Linked DNA regions of Mus musculus: all the other regions are linked to region 2. A link is a contact called in public promoter capture Hi-C data. All regions are on one chromosome and are shown on one strand. The core of a region is the stretch at or near the end of the contact, and the rest is flanking DNA. Distances in the headings are between cores, read along the strand shown. Region 1 overlaps Syne1 (spectrin repeat containing, nuclear envelope 1). Region 2 holds the start of Mthfd1l (methylenetetrahydrofolate dehydrogenase (NADP+ dependent) 1-like). Region 3 overlaps Syne1 (spectrin repeat containing, nuclear envelope 1).

Evidence for each region. Promoter capture Hi-C pulls out the DNA fragments that hold promoters and counts their contacts.
Region 1: a promoter capture Hi-C map of pre-B cells shows a contact between it and region 2, with 8 times the contacts expected there. The contact joins the enhancer-like site here to the promoter of Mthfd1l in region 2. A contact is called at or near these places in 5 of 39 promoter capture datasets (the 3T3-L1 cell line, the C10 cell line, the HPC-7 cell line and 1 more) and 2 of 115 datasets of contacts at active chromatin or transcription factors (fibro-adipogenic progenitors and large pre-B cells).
Region 3: a promoter capture Hi-C map of pre-B cells shows a contact between it and region 2, with 6 times the contacts expected there. The contact joins the enhancer-like site here to the promoter of Mthfd1l in region 2. A contact is called at or near these places in 4 of 39 promoter capture datasets (the 3T3-L1 cell line, the C10 cell line, cranial neural crest and 1 more) and 1 of 115 datasets of contacts at active chromatin or transcription factors (astrocytes).

The regions. Positions count from the first base shown.
Region 1 is chr10:5,176,383-5,180,462 of GRCm38.p6, forward strand. All of the region lies in intron 94 of Syne1 (spectrin repeat containing, nuclear envelope 1), which reads right to left. Among named protein-coding and RNA genes, the nearest start is that of Gm51757, 150 kb to the right of the region's middle. Within about 2 kb of position 1,404, at least 42 of the 459 cell types and tissues checked have an H3K27ac peak or open chromatin away from gene starts, as enhancers often do.
Region 2 is chr10:3,970,146-3,974,325 of GRCm38.p6, forward strand. Mthfd1l (methylenetetrahydrofolate dehydrogenase (NADP+ dependent) 1-like) reads left to right here and starts at 2,930. Exons shown (of 28, transcript NM_172308.4): 1 at 2,930-3,333. The coding sequence starts at 3,110.
Region 3 is chr10:5,233,740-5,237,895 of GRCm38.p6, forward strand. It overlaps Syne1 (spectrin repeat containing, nuclear envelope 1), which reads right to left. Exons shown (of 146, transcript NM_001347711.1): 74 at 828-953. Among named protein-coding and RNA genes, the nearest start is that of Gm51757, 91 kb to the right of the region's middle. Within about 2 kb of position 1,547, at least 31 of the 459 cell types and tissues checked have an H3K27ac peak or open chromatin away from gene starts, as enhancers often do.

The DNA.
Region 1 (4,080 bases), core at 154-2,653, 1.2 Mb after region 2:
TTCAATGGCATGCCAATCATAGTATGTAGCTTTAAATAGCAATTACAGATGATGGCTCTGCTTTTAGGACAGGCTCCTTCACTGGCCCACAAAACAAAAGATTAAAAACCCAAATTGGCGTAGTCACTATGCTGAAATTCCCTGTCACCAGATAGAGAGCAATGCGTTTGTCAGCATTCCAAGAATGAAGAGATAGCAATCAAATCTGCAAACTGTCCAGTGTCACCACACAAGATAACAAAGCTCTCTGCTTTAACCCTTAAACAAGAGTGATTTAAAGTAACTCCTAAATGCCACCTTGTCTATCCTGCCTCCCAGCCCTGCCCTTAAAAGGAAAAGAATTTTGAAATGACTAACTTACTATCTATTCCTTAATTCTGGTCTGGTTTATTTTTGAGATAAAGTCTTAACTATATAGCCCTGGATGGGCTAAAACTCACGTAGACTAGATACCTCCCTCCCTGGTGTTGAGATTAAGGTATGGAACAATACACCCAACCTTGTTTTTGTTTTCGAGACAGGGTTTCTTGTAGCTCAGGCTGCCCTGAAACTCTCTTTATAGCTTGGGGTGACTTTAATCCTGGTCATCCCTGCCTCCACTGAGATTGCAAGCTCACACTACCAAATTCACTGTTCCATTGCTCCTAGGATTTGACGTAGGGGTTTGTGCATCCTTAGGCAGTCAGGCTACTAATGGTACATCCCCAGTACTATATAGGTCATCCATCCACCCACCCACCCATCCATCCATCCATCCATCCATCTAACCAGCCAACTCCATCTATTTACCTTTTATTTAGTTTTGTGGTTTTTTGAGACCGGAGTCTTCAGGGAAAATTCCTACTTAGAAATTAAACAGCCTATCATAAAGCTAGGTAGTATAGGAAAGATACCTGTGGCCCAGTGAAACAACATGTAGCACGGACCAAACTGGTACCTTTGCTTGTATTAGTTCTTCCACAGACTACAGACATCACAGTAGGCACAGTACCTCCTCAAAGGTCAATAATATTAAAACAATTAAAATAACATTAAAGAATTAAAATAATTGCATTTAAAAACTGATTACATTAAAATAATTTTAAAAATGAACAAGAAAGAAACACCTCTCTTCCCTAATAGTGTGACCAACTGAATTTTAACTGATTGTTACATCCAAGATATCACATAGACCTAGACAGGAAATGGGGGCACAGCTCCATGGTTCTGCACAAGCTGTACACCCCCAGGGCGCTACCATACCGACCAGGAAATAACTTGGATTTCCCGACCATGGCAAGGCCCTTTTGACTTCTTCCCTGTGGTTACCTCCAGGCTTCCCAGTCACCCGTGGATAGGCAAACATGTCTGCCCTAGGCTTGCCATTTCTGTGAGTAAGCTGCTATGTGGACAGAGAGCTACTCTAGGGTTACTCTCCCTGGGGAGAGCTGCTCACTTTCAGCTTTGTTTACTATCCCACTGCCAACTGCTCTGTGAATCACTGTCGCTTCGAGCTTTTTCCTGGGTTCCTAGTAGAAGCCTCTGGCGTTTCATTCTGCAGTTTCCTGTTGTTGATGCCTACGACAGAATCCTCCTCTATGGTGGCCTTCTAAGTCTCTGCCCGATCTCCCTGGAGTCTGTCCTTCCTAGGTGCCGGCTGCTTTAGCTTCCCTGTATTATAGATGTCTGCTCCAACAGTGTTTGTTTCTCCATTAGCAGCAAGAAGATTTCTTCAATGGGGCCTTCTTTTGATGATAAGAAAGTTGTGTTTTAGATTTGTTTTGTTTTCTTGAGCCTAGCCCCAGTGTGCAGTCTTGGCTGTCATGGTGGAACTCACTATGTAAGACTGCCAACTTGCTTCCAATTCCCAAAGACCCACCTGCCTTTGCTGGGACTTAAAGGCATGCACCACCACTCCCAGCTAAAATAGAAGTTTTAAATATGATTACAGAATAATATTTTTTTCCTTAATAGTTCGAGCTTTGGGTGGTCTGTTTGAGAAAACTTGGCCTCCTGCATCAGGATTATTATGTGGCACCCCATCTTTAAGAGGGATATTGAGTAAGGAGTGTTAAGTAGCTTCAGTGGCAGAAATAGGGCTTAGCATCCTATAGCCCTAGGCTCCCCAGGACTCAAATGAAAACAAATGAGAACATGATTAATAAATGGAATGGTGTTACTTTTTCAAAAGCTTCCAGAGAGGTTATGAGGAGATAGGAATATGGAAAACACGAGTTAAGAAACTTTACAACCATCTGGCATCATCATGACAAGAAGAGAATTTTATTTAATTTGAAAAACTGTTGGTTGGTATATGATGGGTCAGAAATTAAGAAAAACGTCATCACTATGGCACTATGGTCAGCAGCATCATAAGAGTTCATTTATCTTTTTTTTTAATGCTAACTTCGTACTTAGGTCTACTATAATCTAGTTTAATTTATCACACTCCTTTGTTCCCAGCGTGTGTACAAATGGAGGTACCACCACCTTTCCTTCTTGCCTTGCCCCTCCCTTCTCTCCCCTTTCTACCTTGCAGTATAATCTTGCTCTGAGCCACATGCATCTGTTCTTGGAAGCTCACTGCTGTGCAAAGGATGCTCTCTCTTCATCCTTAGAGCTTTGTAAATCTCTGTAAGTCAGTGGTTCTCAACCTGTGGGTGGAGGTCCCTTTAGGAATCACAGATCAGATCTCCTGATTATCAGATATTTACATTATGATTTGTAACAGTAGTAAAATTACTGTTACAGCAATAAAAATAATCTTATGACTGGGGGTCACCGCAGCATGAGAAGTGTATTAAACGGAGGTTATTAAAGAAGTGTATAAAGAAGTATATAAAGAAGTGTATTAAAGGCATGAGGAAGGTTGGGAACCAGTACTCTAAGTGGTAGGACTTCTTTTTCTCTTTTTCTTTTCTTTTCTTTCTTTTTTTTTAAGACTTATTTATTTTGAGTGTATATAAGTACACTGTAGCTGTCTTCAGACACACCAGAAGAGGGTGTCAGGTCTCATTACAATGAGTCACCATGTGGTTGCTGGGAATTGAACTCAGGACCTCTGGAAGAGCAGTCAGTGTTCTTAGCTATCTCTTCAGCCCCCTTATTTTTCAACTTTAGCTATCTTCTCCCTTCCTGGGTGTGGAGGATGGGGATTGTTTGTTCATTTGCTTGTGTCTCTTTGGTTGTTTGTTTTGAAACAGGGACTACATAGATCAGACCTCCAATTTGTTGTGTAAGAGGATGGCCTCAAACTCCTGATTCTCCTGCTTCTGCCTGACAAATTCTGGGGTTGTATATCCTTGCCACTACACCCAACGAGAACTTCTGTTCTGTTGAGATATAGTTTTCTTATATTTGCAACATCTTTTATCGAACCATATAATCTATGGGTGCCTTTGAATGTGCAATCCCTGCCTCATTATTTATAGGTGTCAGCAACATGCCCAGAGTTGGGGGTGAAGGATTTTTGAGATCTCATTGACTTTATAGACTGACTCTCTTAATTGTTCATTCAAAGTAGTTTCATGCATTATTAATTATGATCACTTGCTGAAGACCCGATTGTCAAAAAATAAAAACTCTGTATTATTTGTTCAGATTTTAGCCTCCTCTATAATTAGAGAACAGGCCTCATTATGTCTCCTCCTCTTCTGCAGTTGTAAGCCACACTCATCCTCCCCCTCACTCTCCTCCACCTTCTCACAGCTGTGCATACAGTGCCTTCCTCCCACCTGTTATTATTCCAATTCTCGCCCTACATGTGGGCTAGATGTCTCTTAATCTACTCCCTACTCCCTTTTTTCTTATATAGCTCAGAATAATATTTCTGTTTTCTCCACACCATGCTGGTGATTCACCCCCAGTTACTTTCAAATCATATATTTATAAAAAGCCAGTCTTTTGGCTGTTGGCCTAGGGGGTGTTCGAGACATCTAAGTGAATTAATTCTAACTCATAATACAGTTGGTGCCTAATTCATATAAGAAATGACCAGAAAGAAAAAACACAACTCCTCATTAAATCTCAGTTGATTCGGCTGATCGGGGGTGTGGTGACGTCCCTGGCTTCTGCTTCTATCTCCTTCTCTGAATATTCTTC
Region 2 (4,180 bases), core at 1,680-4,179:
TCAAACCATCCCGGGAGTTCCATTTGGATAAAAGCCTTTCCCTTAGTTGCTTCTGGGGATATAAAGGAAGCACAGAGTAACCTATCACATAGATTCAGAAAGAGAAGTCAGGTCGGGGGCGGCGGGGGTGGGGGAGGGGGGATAACAGGAGGCTGGGGGTCAAAAGACATTGTTGCTGCCGGGCAGTGGCGGCACACGCCTTTAACCTCAGCACTTGGGAGGCAGATGCAGGCAGATTTCTGAGTTCGAGGCCAGCCTGGTCTACAGCATGAGTTCCAGGACAGCCAGGGCTACACAGAGAAACCCTGTCTCGAAAAAAAAGACATTATTGCCTACTTGACAATGTAGACCATACCACAGGCAACATCTCCTTTCTAGACTAGAAACAAAGCTTTGTTTCTCAGACAGTGGCTTTATTCATATACAGCACGCAATTGGAAAGGACAGGAAGCAGTCAGACTCACTAATTCCAAAGCCATGTGATTTAGCATAGCACAAAAGAACAGGGCCTTAAGAGTTATCAGAACTTTGGCTTGGTGCAGACACCCAAATGCCTTGTCGGCATAGCAATGTGCGGCTGTCCACAGAGCTCTCAAGGAACCCCAAAAAGAACGGTGTAAGCAAATCCCTTCTTCCATAGATGAGTTACGTTGGAGGCTATGAGCTGCTGGCCCACAGGCTGAATTGGACTTGTACAATGTGTAAAGGAGTTTAAAAATAAAAATCCGAATTTCCAACTTATCTAGGAGAAGGAGAGAAGAGCAGAGGGTGGGCAGGCCCAATTGGTCCTGGATTCTGGAGAGGCAACGTGGTGAGGTGTAAGGAGAAGGTACAAAAGGCGAAGTAGCATCATTAGTGATGGCCACCTGCTCTGACCACCGGAGGAGTCAGTTCCTTTAGGGCCTTGGTTGGCAGCTTGAGCATAGATGTTCTAGATAAGTAATGAAGGATACTCTCTCGAGGGAAGAGGAGTGCCTATCCTGCAAAGCATGAAGAACATGCAGCTCCTTTGAGGGAACTTTGCATCCAAGCCCACCCACTGACAGCTCTGCTCTGCCTGAACTCCTCAGCCATCCATAGGCTGCTAATGTAGGAGATCCAAGAGTCTCCCTGACTGCTAGCGAGTCGCAGGAGGGTTAAACTACTATTCATATTCTGCTTCCTAAAGTCCCCTCTTTGGCCCAGACTCCCTTCTTGAGGGACAGGAGGCTTTACATATTTCTCCACCTGAACTGTCCAAAACTGACGTCATTTCCTCGGACCCCTCGTGCGCTCCTCCAAAGCACCCTCCCTATATGCAATCTTTCTCTGAGACGACTGGGATTCCTCAGTGGCCATTGGGCAACTGTCTTCTCCACTCTTCTCGTATGCACACCCCTCCCCGTCCTGATTGTAGCCAGCATGGTATGTCTACACACAAGCACAGTGACATCGTCCACCCAGCTGTCTGTGGTCTATCTCTCTACCTGCTTGATACTAGCCCTGAACTCACTGCTAAGAAGCATGAAGGGAGTTTACAAGCTCGTAAGTCAGCCTGCCTTGCTTTCCCAGGCTAGAGGTAAGAGCCTTATTATCTATCCCTGCAGGCAGAGTGAGCTTCACATTTCCCACAGCTCTTGTTCCTCTAGACGCACCACAGTCCTGGGAGATGTCGCACAGTATTGAGTTTATTCCACAGATGAGAAATGTTGTGTTTAGGGATCCCCAATCTAAAAGGGACATCTATCAAACCTGCCCTAATAAATGAATGGACATGGCCAGAAGATAGATTCCAATATCCCTTCCATGGGCTCATCTCTAAGGGCTTAAATTCCTCCATGTATAAGCTTCAACTCTTAAAATATGCCTCCATCTCCCAGTAACCAAGAGGGTGACCAGGTTTTTAATATATGGACCTTTGGGACACATATCCAACCTACAGCAGTGAGGAAGGCAGAGGATATCCTGTAAACACTGTCTGACTCAACCTCATCGTAGGCACTTTTCATAGGGAGTAAGTTTCTGTGGCTCCAAGTTCCAACTAGATGTGTGTATTTTTTTTTTTCTTAAACTTTTTACCCTCTTTGGAACCTGCTTGTCCATGCATTTCAAAAACATGGCCCCCGTGTGTCAGTGAGGTGGCTCAACAGGTATAGTCACTTGCTGCCAAACCTATGAAGTTGAGTTCTATCCCTAGAACAATCCTTCTGCCCAGCACCTCAGCACGCCGCTGCTGACCCCAAGATAGAATCAGAGAACTGGTTTCTTCAGGTTGTCCTATCCTTTACTTGCTGCAAGCTCAAGGACACAAGTAAAACTTAAAAAGAGGAAGAGGAGGAGGGCACGTGGAATTGGGCAAGCTCACAGCTCTGCCAGCAAACCAAATGACTTCTCTTGATCGCAGGTTCTCCTGGTTAGAAATCAGACGAATGGCGTTCCATTTCTTACATCTGTTGGGGTTAATAAATATATCTTTCCAGCACACAAGACAGCGTGAGCACTCAAAAAACGGTCTCTGCCTTGCACAAATTCTACCCTACCTCATTTGTGGTCTACAAAGTTACTATGTTATTCCCACTAGCCTTGGAAATTATAAACTTGGAAGACTCAGTCCTAAAACCATTGACGTTAATCTGCTTAAGGCTACAAAACCAGCATTTGCATTGCAAACTCTAAGAACGACATTTAGCCCTAGGCCACCTCCCACGTAATAAACACTTCCTTCTGAAGGTCTAAACTGGACTTAGGACCACTACCTCCTGAGGAAAGTGAGCTGCATTATGAAGACCAAGGGTGGCATCAGGTTTTGAGGCAGAAGGGCTGGCCATACAATCTCAGGGCAAGGGCTCAGCACCACGCTGATGCCCCACCTCCTATGCCTTGACTTTCTGGCAACTCCAACCAAAAGCTTCACGTCCGCTGGCCCCCGCCCTGTTAACGTCACGGCCACTTGGTACAGTGCCCCCTAGGGGCCTCAGTTCCTCCCACGAGGAAGAGTCTAGTCTTTCCTGCTGCTGGCCCTTTACTGTGCCGCTTGGCTCTCTGGTGCCTCCCACGCCAGCCCGGGGAAGAACTTGCAGCCGCATCTCGGCGCCTGGGGATAACCAGTCACCCCGCACTCTGCAGCAGCATGAGCGTCCGCCTCCCTCTCCTGCTTCGCCAGCTCGGCCGCCAGCAGCTGCCCTCGGGCCCGGCGTGTCGCCTCCGTGAGCTGTGTCGCTCAGGCAGCAGAAGCAGCAGCAGCGGAGGTGGTGACCCCGAGGGGTTACGCGGGCGGCGGCTGCAGGATGGCCAAACCTTCAGCAGCCATGGCCCAGGCAATCCGGAAGCCCCCGGGATGGACTCCATCGTCAGGTGAGTGTCCTGTTTGTCTACAGGCAGGTCCCTAGCCAGGGACCCAAGGACCCAATGGCACTCTCGGCCGCTGGGAGACCCGAGGGACCGTTCGTAGGGCGGGAAACAGAGAATGCTTGGTTCCGACTTGCTAGAGACGCCTTGCGATTGGCAGAGAGGGCGTGGGGGCGAAGGGGAACGTCCGGAGTATGGGACCCGGTAGATGAGGGCATCCCCCCCAGCCGGCGCGCGCCTCACGGACCGCACGCCCCGCTCCACGTGCACCGCCCGCCTCCGGCTCTGATGCAACCGCGCCGGGCGTGGCGCCGACAGGAAAAGGGCGGTGCGGCCCTGGGCGGGAGAGAAGCAAGGAGGATGGCCCTACAATCCCGCCACTGCTGATGTCCCACTACTGAAGGAGGGGCGGGCTAAACCCCTTGCGGAAGCCCTCTAGGTCTAGGCGTACGGTCCGCTCCGGAGCATCGCTGCTCAGAGAGCACACAGGTTCCGGTGCAGCAGTATCTGGAAAGTTCATTCTATATCCGGTGGTGATCTGAGCAGAGTCATCTGGTCAGACCCTATAGTGAGTTTGCTAGGCCACTGCTGTGCAGAGGCACCTACCTGCAAAGGGCGGGAAAGCCCTTTTCTGCTTTGATTCCCAACTGGGGCTATGGAAACAAATGAGCAAAAATAATCTGCCCCCAGGGGCTGTCACACATATATCCCGCAACAAGTAGTCATTATTTTTACAATAAACTAAACTAAGCTCTACAAACTTGGTGTAATGAGCATGACAGTAAATACTTAAGGTTCAGTGAACTAAAAAGCAGAATTTAAAATGTTACATGGGTACGTTTGTAATAAGGAA
Region 3 (4,156 bases), core at 297-2,796, 1.3 Mb after region 2:
AAATTTTACCAATGTATGAGATCAAAGAGTTCCCCAAGAGCTTTTCCATTTAGGCCAAGCAGTAAATACATCTATTTGACTGGAAAATTGGGATTTGAGTAATTAAGAAAGGCTCACATCTCTTATATATTTGTTTCTTCATCTTTAAAAACATGGTTTAATGTTGTTATCTGCTTTTTTATTTATTTATTTTTTGGAAAGTGAATTATACAGGCCTAGAAATTCTGGCAATCCTCCTGTTTCAACCTCCTTTACCCGGACCCCAGGAGTGGGATTTCAGATTTACCACACTGCTGTACATAGCCCTATCAATGTTTTAGATTGTCTTTAGATCTGCCCTTCTGGTTTTTGGAAGTGTATAATTTGTCTTATTACAACTGTCACCCTTTGGAAGGATTTAAGCAGTAGCCCGTTGGTGGGCCTTATATAAAAAAGCTAGGGCAGTGGACTCTTCAGCGTATTCCTTAAAGAACAGGATGGGAAAGGAGAAAAGAACAACAGAAAGAGGCGCGAGGGACTAGGAAAACCACGAGAGACTGGTAATTAAGGTGGAGGAAGGTGCCAGCGGTGGTGGTTGTACAGACTAAACAATTCAGTGGTGACTCCACTGACTTAGTATCTACCTTCCTTTCTGGGATGGCAAAAATAAAATAAAATAAAATAAATCACATATTGACTTGTTACTGTGGCTTGAAGAGGGTTATAGCAAGAATATCTCCAGAAATATTTTCTTTAAATCTCACAGCTTTGAAGATGGAGAGAAGATAACAAGGCAGACAAAGCAGACAATTAGTTGCAATCATGAACATATATATATATATATTTACCAGCTGCTCTGTTTGCTGAATATCTTTTGCTGTGTTTTTCACTGAGGAGTTTGACAAGTCACACATGGAGCAAAGGAGATCCAAGTAGGTCCTGGCCTGCTCTTGCAAAGCTCTGAAGTGTTTGACCTGAAAAAGAAAAAGAAAAAAAAAAAAGGATTGTCAGGTTGAACAAGAGGGGTGCACTGTTTTGGTGGCGAACTGTGCAGTTGGTAGCCTTTTATTGATATATCAAAAATCATCTTGTTATGTCAGTGTTTTCCACACTGTCCTGAAATATATTTGTGACTCATGGGAGAGAATTCCAAACACACTGTAGGATCTGTTTGTCCGCCATCTGCTTCCCATTATAATTAAAGCTGTCTGCGTGGTCTGGGAAGGGGGCAACGTAAGGCTTGTCTCCAGACTCTCTGGATTTTTCTACCAGCATTCTCATTTAGGAGAAGAAATCGCAGCGCACTTGTCTCTGCTTAGTTATGCTTGTGTATAGCCTGAGACAAGATCACTGTCAGGGTCAGCTGGGGAGCTTCTTCAGAGTGATATGACCAGGGTTCCTTTTGATGCAAAAAGTTCATCACCTGCTCTTCCCTTTTTCAGAGTCCACCAAGAAGGGCTTATGTGAAATTTTTTTTCATTTCTCCATGGAAACACAGACACACAGCTGCTTAGCATTGAGGAAACATATGTTTTAGATACAGTGTATAAAGCACTCCAAATAACACAATCTTGGCTCTCATGGACTGGCACTCTTCTGAGGAAAAACAAGGTAATAGATCAGCAGATGCATGCCTGGCACAAGAAGTAGGAAAGAAAGGTGCTGAGAGTCTAGACGGTGTGGAGAAAGCATTGCTACTGCACAAGCAGCATATCTCCAAGACTGCTCAGAGTGTTAGATCGGAACATATTCAGGAAGTGAGCCATCAAACACGACAAAGGATGGACAGTGGGTGCAAAAGCCAAAGCAGAGGGAACCCTGAGTCGACAGAGACCAAGTCCTGGAGGCTGTCAATCAGTGGTCAAAAGGGTGAACAGAGACCAAGTCATGGAAGCTATCAAAGCTATTAATTGCATCTGTAATAAAAGGCTGGAAGGCAAGGAATGGCTCAGGAAAGCTTACAGTGTAAAGAAAATCCATCATGTGTCCACAGTGTAGTTTTATTCTGCTCTAAGGAGAGATAGAATCGTGTACTGTGATGGGACATAAGTAGAACTGGAAGCAACTATGTTAAATGAAATAAGACAAGCATCCTGGTGTTCTGCTTTCTGCCTCTAGTTAGCATGTCCAGTCTCAGAACCACTGAGATCTGAGGTAAATAGCTCTGTGAGGATAGGTCTGTCTGAAACATTATGGAATGTCCAGTAGTATCCCTGGACTTCAGCATCCCAATGACTGTTAATTGTGGCAACTTACAATGCGTTTAATCACCACTAAATGACCCTGGTGGGGGCAGGGGACTTAAGAAGATGTCCCCCAAGTCCACACCTCAACTTTTCCTTTGTTAGACAAATTATGAAAACAGTCTATTCATGGGCTGTGGCATAAATTTTGGAATTTATTCTAAAAGATGATGGATGGCATTGGATGCCTTGACCAGGCCTTGGCCTGAATGCTATTCTTGAAGGCACATGGAGTAATAGGGAACACAGAGAACTTGCCAGCTTCTCCGGTGGCTATAAGAAGTACAGATCTATTTCCAACCATACAGTGTCTTTGGTATTCATTCAATGTGCAAAGTGTTTCCCATCCAGTGAGTCTTACTAACCATTAACCAGAGTGAAAAGAACCATCTAGTGCCTCATGACCCACAGTAGCCAGTGTGAAACGGATCATTTCACATCCCATGACCCAGGGGAGGGCAGCTGGCCCAGACAGCTCAATTTCTCAAAATGACAAGAAAATAAGCTGTCAAGAATTGAATTATAATCTCAGCACCCAAGAGACAGAGGCAGGTAAGTATCTGTGAGTTTGAGGCCAGCCTGGTCTACAGACTGAATTCCCGGACAGCCAGGGCTACATGGAGTAACCTGGTCTTAAAAAAAAATTAAACTAAATTTAAAAAATAAAAATAAGATTAAAAGTACATGTAATTTAAAGGATAATTATTCATTTTGTGACTAATAGAGTTACCTTAATCCTAACCAATAGAAAAACTTTCAAATGATTATTGCTAGAATTAACTTCAAAGGTAAATCTGCCATACTTTTTCTCAGCTCAATTCCTAATTCCATGCCTCATAAAAATGTGATTCTGATTGGAATACAGCTTGGAGCCACAGTGTAGATGCTGGTCAAAGCTTAGCACTGAGTCTTCCCGTGAGAACTCCTCAGTAACAACAGGGAGCTTTAGCCATATGTCAGTACTAGTCAACTGTGGGGGCCTGTACACTCTGGCAGGAAGACAGTGTCTAACAAGGAGAACATTAACTAGTTGGGACAAAACAAAGAATAAAGAACAGAAAAAGAAAATTTGACCAAACAAAATTTGTTTGCCTCCAGTGTCTCAGATCCAGATGGACTATAGTCTCTAGATCCCTTCTGTGGCTTCTTTCAAGTGGGAGGCAGGCATACAGTGCGGCTGTGGGAGGGTAGTGGTGCTGTGGATGGCCCTGGTACTGTTGTACTTTGATGTTAATCCTGCTTTCCCAGGAGGGTTTTTCTGGACCGAGGAATAAGTCACTTACTCAGGCGACTCCTTGTGAACCATCCCCTAATGAATAAAGGCATCAATCACTGGGAGAGTAGGCGGGACTTTTGGAGGAAGAGAGGAAGCAGGAGAGAGGGGCTTTTTGATGGGGATAGCGAGAGGGCAAGATGTAGCTACTAGCGTCTCCTGGCTTATATGGTGAATCCACCAGGATGAGTACCACTGGAGGATTTAGAATTAATGTGTCTTACAAAATTAGGATTCTAGTCGTGGCAACCAGAGTTTGAGTTACCATTGTTTCTGAACTAAGTTTGTGTGGTGTTTTCCTTCACGCAGCAGATTGACTGGATTCAAGAGAGAAAGGTACAGCAGCAAGGGGTGGGTTTGCCAGATGTGCACCACAAAGGCCATGGGGCTTTGAAACATGGGGCTGGTATGGTAGTGACCCTCCAGTGAGAATTTAGCAAGCTGGGTGGAGAGATTTTGGGGCTCTGAGTCAGAGAGTCTCCATAAGATAAGAACTGGCCACCGAGACCGCCGGGGCTAAGGATAGCTGGGTAAAGTGCAGGAACTTGCCGTTCATTTTAATATTTCCCACACCACAGCATGGCTCAGAGCTATGTATTCAGGAACTTGAGGAAGATCAGTGCCTTATCCTGGTTAGTGTAGTAAATCCTGCCCTGTGGTT